Regions from separate parts of the Rattus norvegicus genome. Here all the other regions are linked to region 2. Evidence: chromatin contacts called from public Hi-C data. All regions are on one chromosome and are shown on one strand. Each heading gives the region's core, a stretch centred on a gene start, on an enhancer-like site or on the middle of the called end of the contact. The rest is flanking DNA. Distances are from core to core; before and after follow the strand shown.

Region 1 (4,358 bases), core at 956-3,455, 320 kb before region 2:
TTACACGCATGGATTATGATGTCTGAGGGGAGTCTTGAGATGATCTAAGAACGGCCATCAGGATACCCACAGTTAACAATGACACACATTTGTAAACGTAGGCTTATACATAACCCTTTCACATGAACGGACACATTCCTTTCCTTACAAAGTTTCAGCAAGACTGCAGGGCTCAGTTATTTCTGCCTTTAAAATGAGCAATGTGAGACAAAGAAGCCAAATTCTCCAATGTGTATCCTGTGTGTTAACATCCATTTGCCTTGATTTGTTACATTAAAAACTGGACACAATCTAAAGATTTAATAGGTAGATGAAGATATCAACACTGTTAGAATACCATGCATGTGCTTAGCATGATATTATGTTAAGGAAAACAGTCTTAATGGATGCAAAATCGACTCACACTCATTATGACTTGACGCAAGTGTCAGCCATTCATAAAGGCAGGGGCTAGTCCATGTGGCCGAGCTTGATAGACAGCATTTCTCCTCTGAGAACTCTCCAAGTATGTCTGCTTCCTTTCAGTGATAAGTGGAGCTGAACATATTACAGAGTCCTCTGTCACTTTCACCAAATTCCCATTGCTTATAACAGAAATTAAAAAAAAAAAAACTTTGTGTCTATGTGTACAGTGTTTATATGCACAAACACATTCGTGTGTGTGTGTGTGTGTGTGTGTGTGTGTGGACAAGCACACATGTCAGTTCCCACCTTCACTGAATTTGCGGCAGGGTGTCTTGTTTACTGCTGCCAGGCTAGCTGCCCTGTTAGCTTCTGATGTCCCCTTAAGAGCACTGGAATTACAAGCAACTGTATAGGGCTATCGCTACGTCAGGCTTAAAGTGGGTTCTGGGATCTGAATTCAGGTTTTTGTGTTTCTGTGACAACCTTTGTCACTGAATGATCCCCTCAGCCCCTAAGAACAGCTATGTTCTGCTTTTATGTTTTAAGTCTCGGAATTTAGAGTCTGTAGGAAAGCCTCAAGAGTGCCAGTTGGGTGGACTGTACTTCCTGACACGCGTCCTTGTCACCGAAATGAGGATACTCATACTGCTTTGTGCTCAGCCCTTGGTGATTGAATCTATTTCACTTGCTGTAAAAGTATTTCTCTCTGGGCAACTATCTGTGAATATTAAATTTGCACCCTACATCCAGACCCAGGTTCCAACGGTTAGTTAAATATCTCTCCATAAATATCCACTCCTCATAAACTCTCAGCACCCCTGGAAATTCAGCTCCCTTCCCATGGCGTTTTATGGAATCCCGTTCACTGCAGGGCCAGGTCTGTCAGGATTCTGTCAAATGCCCTGCCGACTCCATCTTTCCCTCTGTCTTCAGTATCGCCTCCAGCTTCCGGAAGGACGAAGCCCATCTTCCCTCCCGAGGCTGTGGAGGGTGCTGTCCTTCCACCAGAGGAATCCTCATCTGGATTCAGTCCATTTGGGAGCTCTGTCCTGGTACCTTCCCAGTCTGCACCTTTGAAACATCACGATATCTATGGGCTATACAGCATTAACTATGCATAGCATGTGCGTACTATAGGCTGGACCTCATGGCACCTCAATGATTTCATCCTATGTGGTGCTGGCAGACAGTTTGATCTCGAATTCCTTTACTTTAGAGCCCTAAGCGGGTAAAGAGCAGACTTCTGGAATGAACTCCTTTTCACCCAAGCCCCTGAGAAGCTCTGAGCACTGGAAGCTCTAAAAGTGTGAACCAAGCTAATACTGTTGAAACAATGCATAGATTTTTATAAAAATCAGTCCCCCACAGCAGTTAATCTTACTGAATAAGGAACAGCTAACTGTTACACTCGCCCCACCTTGTACAGGCGAAGGGGCTTTAAAATCTAATGGTTCTCATAATAAAGTCTATCTGGACTCAAGAAACAGCTTTAGAACCATTTATTTGAGAAGGAGACCACTTAGGTTTAGAAGTTGGCAGGAATGGCAGAAAGCTTTTTAGTTGACTGAAATAAAAAACAAAATCAAAACACTTCTTAGCACAGGCACTTCCCTTATGAAAACAAATAGCAGGAAAGCAAGGCACAGCAGTTTCTGCACAATGGGCGTGAGTCCTACTGCCACCAGCGGGGGCAGGGAGAATAGCAGAAGTGATTTGCATTTCTATAGTTTCTTTGTACACCCACATTCCAAAAAGCTTTTCACAAAGCAGCGAACACCTCAGTCCACAAGAGGACTGACGGGACTAGGCAGTCTGAGGTCTGAATACAACACAGATCCCCATCCAACTGGGAGCAGGGGCTCAATTCCACCATACACCGAGAGGAGGGAACGAGCTTTTCCCTGCTTCTAATCACTTGAGTAAATGTGGCCATTTCTGCTGAACTTCCCTCCAAAACACTCACTGTTCTCTCATTCTAGGCAACCGGCCTGCGCATCGATTGCTAACCAGTTCCTTGGATGCCTGCAAAACTCATTTCTCCAAATGTACAAGATGCCATAAAGAAGAGGGTTTCCATGGCACAGCAGGGGCCAGATACACAGGAAGCAGAACCCCATGGTTCACTTGGTTCTGTATCGGGGTGTAGGCCAGGGATAACTCTGTATATGCTTGGAGATACGAAGATGGACTTTTGCTGTGTAATTTCCAGGCTGCCTATCCACCGCTCAGAGCCCTCGGCAAATGGGGCCCTGGGCCAGTGTCTGCTGTAGTCCAGGCAGCAGCTGTGAGTGTCCTCCAGGGGTCACAGTCGGGTTGTAAATCCCTCACAGAGCTTGGGCTGAGCAGCCTTATAGGGAACAATTTATTTGAATCCTTCTTCATTAAGATTCAAATGGAATAAGGAAGGTAAAAATTGAACAGACCCAGAAATTGTGCCTTCCTGCTCCCTCAGTCAGTAAACATTTATTCACTAAGCCGAGCGCCTGGCTTCTTTCTCCCCCTCTTGGCTCACTCACACTTGTTCCTCCAGTCCTTCCTGCATACTGTTTTAATGCATAATTAAGAAGGTCAGAATTAATGAAGCCGTGTGGAGTAAAGTTCAAGGAATCCCCAGGCACTATTTATTCTATTAGATCTCAGGCATGAATGTCAGATTGGCAGCATAAACTGCAAGGGCCTTGGCCCTGGCTACATCCCAGGGACCACCCACCCAGGGAGACTCACCTGTACTGTCAGGTGATTCTGCAGCTCCTTCCCAGCAAAAATCACTCGCAGCTGGTCAGCTGGAACCCCCTGTCGCTTAGCAACCACTTCCTTGAGCTGGAAGATGCTGGTGTCAGAATCGACCTCCACTGGGAAGCCATAGCTGGAGTTGAACCTGACAAACACTAGACAAGACCAGGGGCAGAGAGAGAAGAAAGAACATTACTCCAAGCCTTTAATGGCCAGTGAAATGTCTCTGAAGCCTCTTGCCCCTCACCTGCCCTCCAGTGAATGACAAAAATTTTCTCTCATTTATAACAGAGAAGTTTATTCTATAGAGCAATAGTTAGAAAAAAAAAAAACAAAAAACAGAAACAAAAACAGTTTTCCCAAGGTGTTTCCTGCTTATACCCTGGCCAGTGACCTGCAAACCAAGACTGCTTTGTGCCTTTCACAGTCCTTCTGGAACAGAGGGAATCAAGCGGAGAATTTGCTTGATTGGAATCTCGAGATTCCCATGAGTGTATAGAATATTCTGCTCCAACAGACTGAACAAATGCTCATTCCCTCCACAGAGTCCACTGCATTAAACTCAAAGGCAGAATGTGGCTGCCCCAGAAAGAAATGTTAGAAATGGAAGGCACTATGCAGACAGCTGAAGAGAGCATGGGCCCTATGATAGGACGCTGGGCTCTGTGAAAGAACTCCAGGCAAGGCTTTGAGTCTAGGTTCTGTGAAGGCCTCTGCTCACTGTGTAAGGAATTTGCACCCTGTGTTCTTAGTTCACAGGTCACAGTGGATTTCTAAAGAGATCTTGAAGTGACATCATCTCTGCTGTAGCCACCACTCTCTTCATTAGGCTCTGGCTAGATACCATGATGTCTCCCACAGTGTCTTCTCATTCCCCTTGTCAAACCATATATAGCATTTCTTCCATTTGCCTGCTGTTTCCAACTATCTGCCTTTTTACCCCTCCCCCATTGCCCTCTCATTTACTCCTCAAATAAAGGGAGCCCTCACTGAGTACCACCCCACCCTGAGATATCTAGTCTAGTCCCAGCAGGTCTAAGCACATTCTCTCCCATTGAGGCCCAACAATGAGGCAGTCCAGGTAGGGGAAAGGGGACCTAATGGCAGGGAACAGAGATGGAGATAACCCCCCACCTTCCACTTGTTAGGGGACCCACATGACTACTCCATATCAGGCTCTTACTGTCTAGTCTCTTGAGCCAGGTGGGGTAGTGCATGTC
Region 2 (4,268 bases), core at 1,734-4,233:
ATGTGTGTGCCTCTGTCTTTGTCTCTGCCTGTCTCTGTCTCGATGCCCCCCCCCAACTTCTGTTCTTGTCTTTAGTTTTATTGCTGTTTTGCTTTGCTCCTTTCTTCAATCAGGGACCCTACCCATGGGATGGTGTCTGTGTGCATTTGGGAAGGCCTTTCCAGTTAAGTGTTTTCGGAAACTTCCTCAGAGAAACATTTTATGGGTTAAACACATTTGTGATTGCGTCTCCAAGAATGCAGCAGTGTTGAATCAAAACACTTCCCTTTGGAGCCATTTAACCAGGGTGAGCCCAGATTTGAATCTCTGCTCTGTGCTCGGTGTGTCTTCTCTCTTCTGTCTTTTATGTGAGCCTGAGTCTGTGGCTGACCGAAGATGGTCTTCTGAATCTGACCCTGTGCCTGTCTGTTGTGACTGTGCATCTCTCCCCAACAAAGAGCTCTGTTCTCTTTCTTATTGACCAACAGGGGGAGAGAATGGGATATTTTACAGGAATCTTTAACAGAGTTTTATAAAGGATTAAGTCGCCGGCTCCAACTGACCCAGACAACAAACAGCACCGCAAACATTACTGTTTATCAGCTAATATCCATAAATGTTCTGCTCAACATTTATGGTGGATATTCATTTTAGATGATTGCTTTCAACCTCTGTCTTTACTGCTTTCAGCAAATGATACTCATGTATCGTTCTGGGCCAGGATCAGGGAAGAGTAAATAAATTAAGACTCAAGACCCTCTCTGTGTTTATTGCAATTTTGGCAAGATTGTCCGCACAGTTTATGCCTTGAACTGTATTTGTTTTTGCATCTGCGTTGCATGGGTTTTGCTGATTCTTTGAAGTAAGGGACCATGTCATTTCCGAACTCTGAACAACTCAGTTTTTGTTTTGTTCCCCTTTCTTTGCTTTCTTAACTATGCATAGTACCGCTCACATGACGAGCATTTAGTATGTACATAAGTGAATGATGTAAAAGCTCATTTCTTCTTCTTTATGAAAACTCCAGGAGTGACTGATAATCGATTATGTTAGTAACAGACTCTTCCACCTACATAGTCTCAAAAAATAATTTCAGTCCTCATGTCTGGACAGCCAGCAGAGCAGACCCATTCCCAGGAGCTAATGACTCCTCACATGGGCTTCTGAGAGTTGACCACAATCCATCCATTTAATTACAAACATGCTGTCAATTAGCTCTGTGTCCCCGAGAGTTGTTGAATCTTTCACTGCTTTAATTTTCTGCAGTATCTTTGTGGTTCCCACTGTCCATGTCCTTGGGGATAATAGCATCATAGTGGCCACGTCTACTGTGGCTGGCATAAGGCTTGGGAGATCCAAGGTCTACTAGTCACAGAGCAGATGGCCAGTGATAGCTGTATTGTAATTTCCAGTTTTGAAATTATTAGGAATAGTGGCTGCAGAGATGACTCAGGGGTAAAGAGCCCTGGCTGTTCTTCCACAGGACCCAGGCTCTATTTCCTGCACCCACATGGTACCTCACAACTATCTATAACTCCAATTCCTGGGGATTTGACACCCTTATATCAGACATACATGCATGCATGCACACATACAGACGTACATACAGGCAAAACACCAATGCACATGACATAAAAATATGTTGTTTCAAAGAAGACATTATAAGGAATGGTGGCCTCTGCCAGACTTCAGTTTAATGTCAATAGTCATGGAGATTCTTCTTGTGCTTTTCAGAGTAATTTAAGTATAGTAGGTTTGTCATAATATTCTATGAAAACGATGAAGTGGCCTTAAACAAGAAAACAGCCTACAAAAACGCTAAGAACCCCACTAGAGAGACCATCAGGACATGTTCTGAAGAAGTCCTCATGTTAGTGAGAATGCAGCTTATGATGAGAGATCTGTGAAAATGCTCACAGCTGCCCAGTTGGTAAGATGACCCCAGCACCTCAGCACACTGACTCCCTTCTTAGGAGAGTGTGGCCCTGGCTCTGAGGACTTACCAGGTTCATAGTGTTCCCCTGGTAGAAGACATGATTCAGCGTCAGTTATAGTGCCTGTCATGGCCCCTTTCCTCATGATGTCCAACTTCCGCCTCAGATCTCTTCTATGAAGTGCCTTTGGCTACTTCTAATAACCCCAAAATGTTTGCCATACTATACCAAGAATGGTCACAGGCTTACTCAGCCCTTAAACTATGGTTATACATGCATAGAGCATGCACATGAGACCACAAGTTGAAATTCCAGTAGCTGATTGCTTCATGTTGCCTTACGAGGACTCACTTTGTCAAGATGATGCAGATCCTAAACCTGTAAGGTGGTCAGAAAATGATTAGGGTCACATCACAGCCCTTGAGCCTTCCCATGGTACAATGCCAACAAAGAATTCAGATATTTTATTAGTGGCATAGAATGTCTCAGAAACAAAAAACAAACAAGTAAACAAAACACTACAAAAAACGAATACATTGAAGAACTGAAAGTTATTCAAGGACAAAACCATTTTGTGTGTTTTAACTGTTTAAACAATTAGTTGACTTATCTTCATGAATCTATCAGTCGATATCTTTCAGTAGACTTGAGTCATCTTTCATTTTCTGTGCAGTGCACACAGCCTTTTAAACAACCCTTCATGTTTGACATTTTGTCATACTTCAACTGGTCCAAACTGTGTTTTCTCTCAAAGACTCCATACTGCTGTGAAAGCTTTCCCTGTGAATTTTATTCCTCCATTCTTGGCTAAAAACACTTGTGGCCTGATCCTACTCTGTTTACCCAGGTCTTTCCTTAAGAGTTGAGGGGATTAGAGCGTGAAAAAAAAAAAAAGGAAGAGAGGAGTTGCCAGTAGGTGGCTCACTCTGAATGTGCTTGGGATGGGATCAGAAATGTCACCCCTCCTCCACTAAGCCTTTGTTTTCAATCCCTGCTGCTTGGAGCCTTTTTCTGTAATGCCTGAGTCATTTGCAGGGGGTGAAGAGGGGAAGAAAGAGAAGAAAGCCAGCATGCACCAGCCTCCTCAGAGCGTAAGAATAGCATGGCCCCATCTCATTTGGAGTGGTCCCCTAGTGGAGCCTGGACCGAATTCTCTTCCCCACACACAATTGCTTGTTCTTTTGTTCCTTGTGTCCTTGGCAAAGACTGAAAGAACTAAGCCTGTAATACTTAGGCCCTCCTGTGTCACTTAAGGGATAATAGGCCATTGTCTTCATTAAGCCACCCTTGTTTTAGCAAATAGAATCCAGAGACTGGAGGGAGAACATTTTGAAGGGGGCAGAATCAGAGGAGAGATGCTTCACTGGATTCCCTAGAGAAACTGTTTTGTTTCTCCTGCTTTATTGCTCCTCACTGAGAAGATTCATATTCAAATGGGCCGAGTCCGTGAATACTTGCTTGCACATTCTCATGCACCCAGGAAGGCTATGATTATGGCTAATTACAACGCAGAATGAAACCCTAACAAGAGTGCTCAATCAGATTGTTGTTCATGCATGAAGTAACCAAGGCTGGCCAATGGAGGTGTGATTCTGGTAATTACAAACATTGTGGCTATTTGAAAAATGCTTAGTAAATCTGTTCAGGACAAAATAAGGTCTAATTAATCACTTTAGACGCTGATTTCTCCAGACGATTCATGTGCACTTAAAAAAAAAAAGTTTAGGGTCCCCTCAATAAACCAAATCTAAATATAAAATATGCTCATTGCCCACACTTTGTCGGAGGAATCAACTATACAGCCTGCCCCATTCCTGTCTTTTCTGACCATCATATCACAGCCTGCCTTGTATGCAACTCGACAGAAGGTTCTTTAAAAATAAATGTGTACATATTCTTGTTATTATCTGGCGACCCAGTACTTTATAAAAAGTTACTGGAAAGCATCAACTGTTAATTTAAATGTCCAGAGCGATATATAATAACTGCGCTGATATGCCTTAAGTCTGAGTATTCTGAGAATGCTGGCTGTAACCCTGGAGTATAATACCCAAGGATGCTACAGGATGAAGAGATGTTATCTTCTCCTAACCCGTCACAAAGAACAGGACTGAGGCCACAGTAGCAATGAAGAAATGACAATCGAGAACTTTGTGACATAGGTGTCCATGGGAAATGGGAAATCTGTGTAGTTTACAGACATTTAGTGTGCTCCAAGAGGCAGTAAACTAGGAAACTTAACAAAACCATGTGCTCACTCACTCACTCGTCAGAGTTCCTGTATTGCTCTCCTTCCTTCCTGTCATGTGAGGCTCCATAAAGGGCAGGGAAAAAGAGATCTTCCTGGGCTCAATA
Region 3 (4,439 bases), core at 779-3,278, 330 kb after region 2:
GAACCTGTCCTGGTCAGTCCTGAGGGCCAGGCCACTGCAGCCTGGGGCCATGATGTGTCAGAGTTAACAGATTCTTCTTTCTTAAAATGGGCCCTTTTATTAGTCAGCGTCAGGAAGAGACAGCAGTTCATCCTTTGCTGTGTCAGCGAAGGACCTGAAGCCGGCATTTATTTGTTTTCTGTCTATTTGTTGTGATTTAAATAAGGCTCTTATTTCCAAGTAACAGTAGCTGTGACTGCTCCCGAGACTGTCTTTCCATTTACCGTTAAAAAGTATTACTGAAAACAGCATCCAAAACAGAAAATCCCAAATCTGCGTGGAATGTTCTCTGAGCCAGGTGGCCATCCACATACTCTCGATTGCTCTTCCTGTCTCTCACCTAAGAGTCCCTTGGGCACCCAGCTTAAAGAAGTGGGCCAGAGTTCTCTCCAGGCTCATGTCCAGTGGGCAGCAAAAGGAGACTGTAAGGCTCGCTTCGGAAGCCACGTGTGTTCCCGTGGGTGCTGGTGACCATTTGCTCTGTGTGAAAAGTGACCTAAGAGAGTTCCTCCCCCAGCTGGCAAGCTCCCCCAGAGGCAAGGACCCCAATGTATTCACTCGCCCCTTCATCCTGCAGGGCCCCCCAGAGCTTTCCATGTGCACAAAGAACACCCTGCAACAGTAGCCGCAGATCCCACCAAGGCCAAGGGTGGGCTCAGCGCCAAGGAGCACAGCTTCAAAGCCAATCCCAAACCTGGCTTAGAAGAAGTGCCTGGCTGCTCCAGCTACACTGGCCTGGCTTTCTGCTTTGCGCCTCTCACCTCTGATTGTGATCCTTCCTTTCTGTAACAGTAGTCACTAAATAAAAGAGAAACTGGGCTTTGACAGTCTAGAAATCGAAACCCTAGTGGGGATGTTTTATCAAAATTCTACATGATCTCTGTCTGCTGTTGGCCAGTGTCCACCAAGTAGCAGATATCTGTGTGAAACGTAAATGTGTCTTATGTAACTGCCCTTTGCCATGGGCCCTAGTGACGGGCATGAGCTGAGCCTCTGCACTAGGAAGATGCCATCGGAGGGCGGACAGGAAGTATACACGTCTTGCCGTGACCTGAAAAAGGCCAAGAAGTAGCATACGGGTCGGAGCCGTTTCAAAGGGATTAGACAGGAGAGGAGTTCGAATGGGTTTAATGCTGAAGCAGGTTTCTCAGATAATCAGAGAAGATTTGACATCCAAAGTGCTAAATGGAGTTTAAATAAGTTGGAGCTGGGAACTGTCTCTGGGAGGTCAGGCCATTGCCTGTCTCCTGCATGCCAGCATCTCTAAGAACAGCCCGTCTATCTCCTTCAGCTGTTTGGATGTCATTCTTATGGGGCACAAACCTGCCTTGCACCCGCCACATAAGCCCCACTCACGTGATTATAAATAAAATGTATCTTTTCCATCATCAATGTCTCTCCCTACCCTTCTGAACGTAGGCTCCCCACTTCCTAAATAGTGATATCAGCTCCTAATCAGACCTGACAATTGTAAATAAGCACCTGGTTGACACTGCTGTTATTTTAAGTGTCCTGTTCTCACAGACACATTTGCCCCCAGTGGCATTGTCTGCATTTAAAGCAGGGAGCTCGAGTCACCTCGACTCCTGCTTCTCAAGATACGGAGAAAAGTGCATGTTTCAAAATGGAGATCACACCCCCACCTGCCTGTCAGCCGCAGCTTGACATTAGCCTGTCCCGGCATCATCAGGACATGCAAAGCAAGGCTCGGGCTCTCGGTTTTCGTTCAGCTTCTCTGTCTCTGTCTGCCCCCATGACGCACACTCTGCAAGCACAGAACAGTGCGACTCCAACTCCCTTCCGAACAAGCGACTTCATTCTGCTCTGTTGTTTCATCGTTGGGGTTGGTACAGTTGGAAACAAACAAAGCCACAGAGCCTTCTCCCACAGCTAAATATTTTTTAAAAAGCAAGAATGTGGAATAAAGTGCTGCTTGTCGCTGCTGCGTTCTGGAAGGGGGTGAAGCCCAGGGTGTGCTAAGTTCTCCATTGTGCAGGCTTCCCAAACCCCCTCAGCCACAGTGGGAAAATGTGCCTGTCCTGTGACCCATTCAGTCTTTGACCTTTCGAGCACAACAAAAGGCGCTATTTACCAGCGATTAATACATGAATCTTTGTCTAAAAGGAGCCGTATGGAAGCTGTCACGGCCCAGCATCACCAATTTGATTTTCCAGGTACCTGTGGGGCAGGGAGTGCCGCAGGTTCGACTGTCAATAGAGCCTGCCTATTTCTCCCTAACTCCGAGGAAGATCACTAACTGTAGGAAAAATCGTGGGCTGGTACTTACAAGGAATGTCCTTTGGGAGAAGACAGACACAGAGATTAGCCCAAGACCTCCTGGGACACTTTTCACTCCCGGTGGCCTCCTGGGATACTGGCCTCATTCCTAAGGACACTTAGCCATCAACATTAGCTCACAGCATCCGCTCTCCTGTAGCTTGGCCTGGCTCTCTTCTTTGTTTCTGACCATTTTTTCCCTCACACCTCCATCAAACCGTAGTCACACCCACCCCTGCCAAACCCAGGCAGCTCACAGTTTCAACTCAAGGACCCTCTCCTATGGGCAGAGTTCTCACATTCTCCCTGGCGTGGCCACTCCTAACAGTCCCCTCTTCTGAGGGTGGACCATGCCAGTCTTTAATGATGAAGATGATGATGGTAGTCTGATTGCTTAAACACGGGTTTACCTGTGGTTTATTTTCTTGTTGATATTAATGCTTTTCTCAAAAATATGACTAGAGTCTTTACTCTGCTTCTCTCTTGGTGATATTCTCTCCACATGATAAGTACAGTTTTGACCAATGTTCATGGATATGTTCCCTGTGTTTGACATTTTGAATAGCCAGCCACTCGGTGAGTCAAACTTTAAATAGACTGAAATCCATTACACAAGGTATGCACCATGGGGAGAAAAGTCCCCTGATTACAGTCTTGTACGTCTTTGTAAGTTCACCTTACAGAATAAGTTGTTATGTGCCACAGTTTTAAGACTCCATTTTTTTGCAACTTTGCTGTATTTCTACCTGCCTTCACTCTTACCAAACAAACTGGTCAGAATGACAGTTCATTATTTCTGTATTATCTCAGACAGTCCTATTTCTCTAAGAAGTTCCGGGAAAAACATCAGATGAAAGTGGTCCCTGTCTGTGCTGTGTGAGGTCTTTGCTCTGGTCTGAACTGTTCCTGATCCTTTTGAAATGTCCCTGAATAACTGGGGATAGGGAGTCTGGAATACCAACTCAGCCTCCACTCTTTTTACATTAAGCGGGGTAACCATTTGAAGGCAGTCCCTGAGGTATGAGCAAAGTAAACCATCCCTCTATGAGGTGGATGCCTTCAGAATGTGCCGTGCTCCCTGGCCCTGTGCACCCTCTGGCCCTCGCTCACCCCTTTATCCCTCTATCTCCTAGAAGCCCAACTTTGTTGCCCTCCCCTGTGTTACCAGGCAATATGAGCAACTTCTCTAAATGCAATAGTGTCTCCCCTTCTGGGAACAGGGACACTAAAGCCCTCTGAAATCTGTGGATGCAGCAAAAAAGCGTTTTAATGACTCTGTAGGCAGAAACCATGATAATGGTGGAGTCTGGAGGGTGCACAGGGAGTGCATCTCTGTCAGAACTGGGGTTCCTCAGATGTCTCACAGTCTAGGTACTGCCAGGAACCTTTTTCCCCCCGAGTAGCTGCAGCCTGAATTTTCAGAGTGGGAGACCTGAAGGTTTGTAAGATCTGCCAAGGCCAACTAGGACTCAAGTCCTTCATGGGCCAGCAAGGCAGGCACAGTGGTCAAATGCAGGCTGCAGAAGGATGGGTTAACTGCAGTAGGTCCTCCCTGGACTTGCAAGCTCCAGAACTGGCAACGATAGCGCCCTGGCATGCCATGACCCTAAGATGGGCCGTCTTATGTCACTCAGTGGCAATCACAGCAAAGTCCTGGGAATAACTACAGCCCCCTGTGGTCCCCAACCCTCAAGAAAAAGACTCACCAAGTACACAAAGCTGCAAAGACATGGGCCACAGCTCTAAGCTGAGCCCGTCCTTCTCCAGCCTGCCTCTTGTGAGCTACATGGGGCTATCTGCATGGTCTAACCACAGACCGTTCCTCTGCTGTGCCTGTACTGTGAACAAAAAGCCTTCCTTCACACTTGTATATCTTAGATTAATTTTCACCAGCTCTGCCCTGGATTTGAGTTTTGTTATTCTCCTCATTTGTTTAATGGGCTGGTCTGTTGGTTGGTTGGCCTTTTAAAGAAGATGGGCTCTTATGTAGCCCACGCTGGCCTCAAACTCATAGTGTCACCTCAGCTTGGCGATGCTAGAATCTCAGGCATGGTGTCACCATCATATGCAATTTGGTATTTTTGTGGAGTTGCCACCAGCCTTAAATGTCAGCTAACGTCAAA

The links. A called contact is a pair of places that touch in the nucleus more often than the background predicts.
Region 1: a contact with region 2 is called in a Hi-C map of Schwann cells, with 8 times the contacts expected there. The contact joins two enhancer-like sites. A contact is called at or near these places in 2 of 12 Hi-C or Micro-C datasets (the A7r5 cell line and Schwann cells) and 1 of 1 datasets of contacts at active chromatin or transcription factors (oligodendrocytes).
Region 3: a Hi-C map of Schwann cells shows a contact between it and region 2, with 9 times the contacts expected there. The contact joins two enhancer-like sites. A contact is called at or near these places in 1 of 12 Hi-C or Micro-C datasets (Schwann cells) and 1 of 1 datasets of contacts at active chromatin or transcription factors (oligodendrocytes).

The regions. Positions count from the first base shown.
Region 1 is chr1:52,202,061-52,206,418 of GRCr8, forward strand. Prkn (parkin RBR E3 ubiquitin protein ligase) reads right to left here. Exons shown (of 12, transcript NM_020093.1): 2 at 3,130-3,293. Among named protein-coding and RNA genes, the nearest start is that of Prkn, 230 kb to the right of the region's middle. Within about 2 kb of position 2,206, at least 37 of the 93 cell types and tissues checked have an H3K27ac peak or open chromatin away from gene starts, as enhancers often do. A contact at or near this core is called in Schwann cells, where this site is marked.
Region 2 is chr1:52,521,653-52,525,920 of GRCr8, forward strand. All of the region lies in intron 2 of Pacrg (parkin coregulated), which reads left to right. Among named protein-coding and RNA genes, the nearest start is that of Pacrg, 93 kb to the left of the region's middle. Within about 2 kb of position 2,984, at least 57 of the 93 cell types and tissues checked have an H3K27ac peak or open chromatin away from gene starts, as enhancers often do. A contact at or near this core is called in Schwann cells, where this site is marked.
Region 3 is chr1:52,848,238-52,852,676 of GRCr8, forward strand. All of the region lies in intron 4 of Pacrg (parkin coregulated), which reads left to right. All of the region lies in intron 2 of LOC120100098 (a long non-coding RNA gene), which reads right to left. Among named protein-coding and RNA genes, the nearest start is that of Cahm, 84 kb to the right of the region's middle. Within about 2 kb of position 2,029, at least 36 of the 93 cell types and tissues checked have an H3K27ac peak or open chromatin away from gene starts, as enhancers often do. A contact at or near this core is called in Schwann cells, where this site is marked.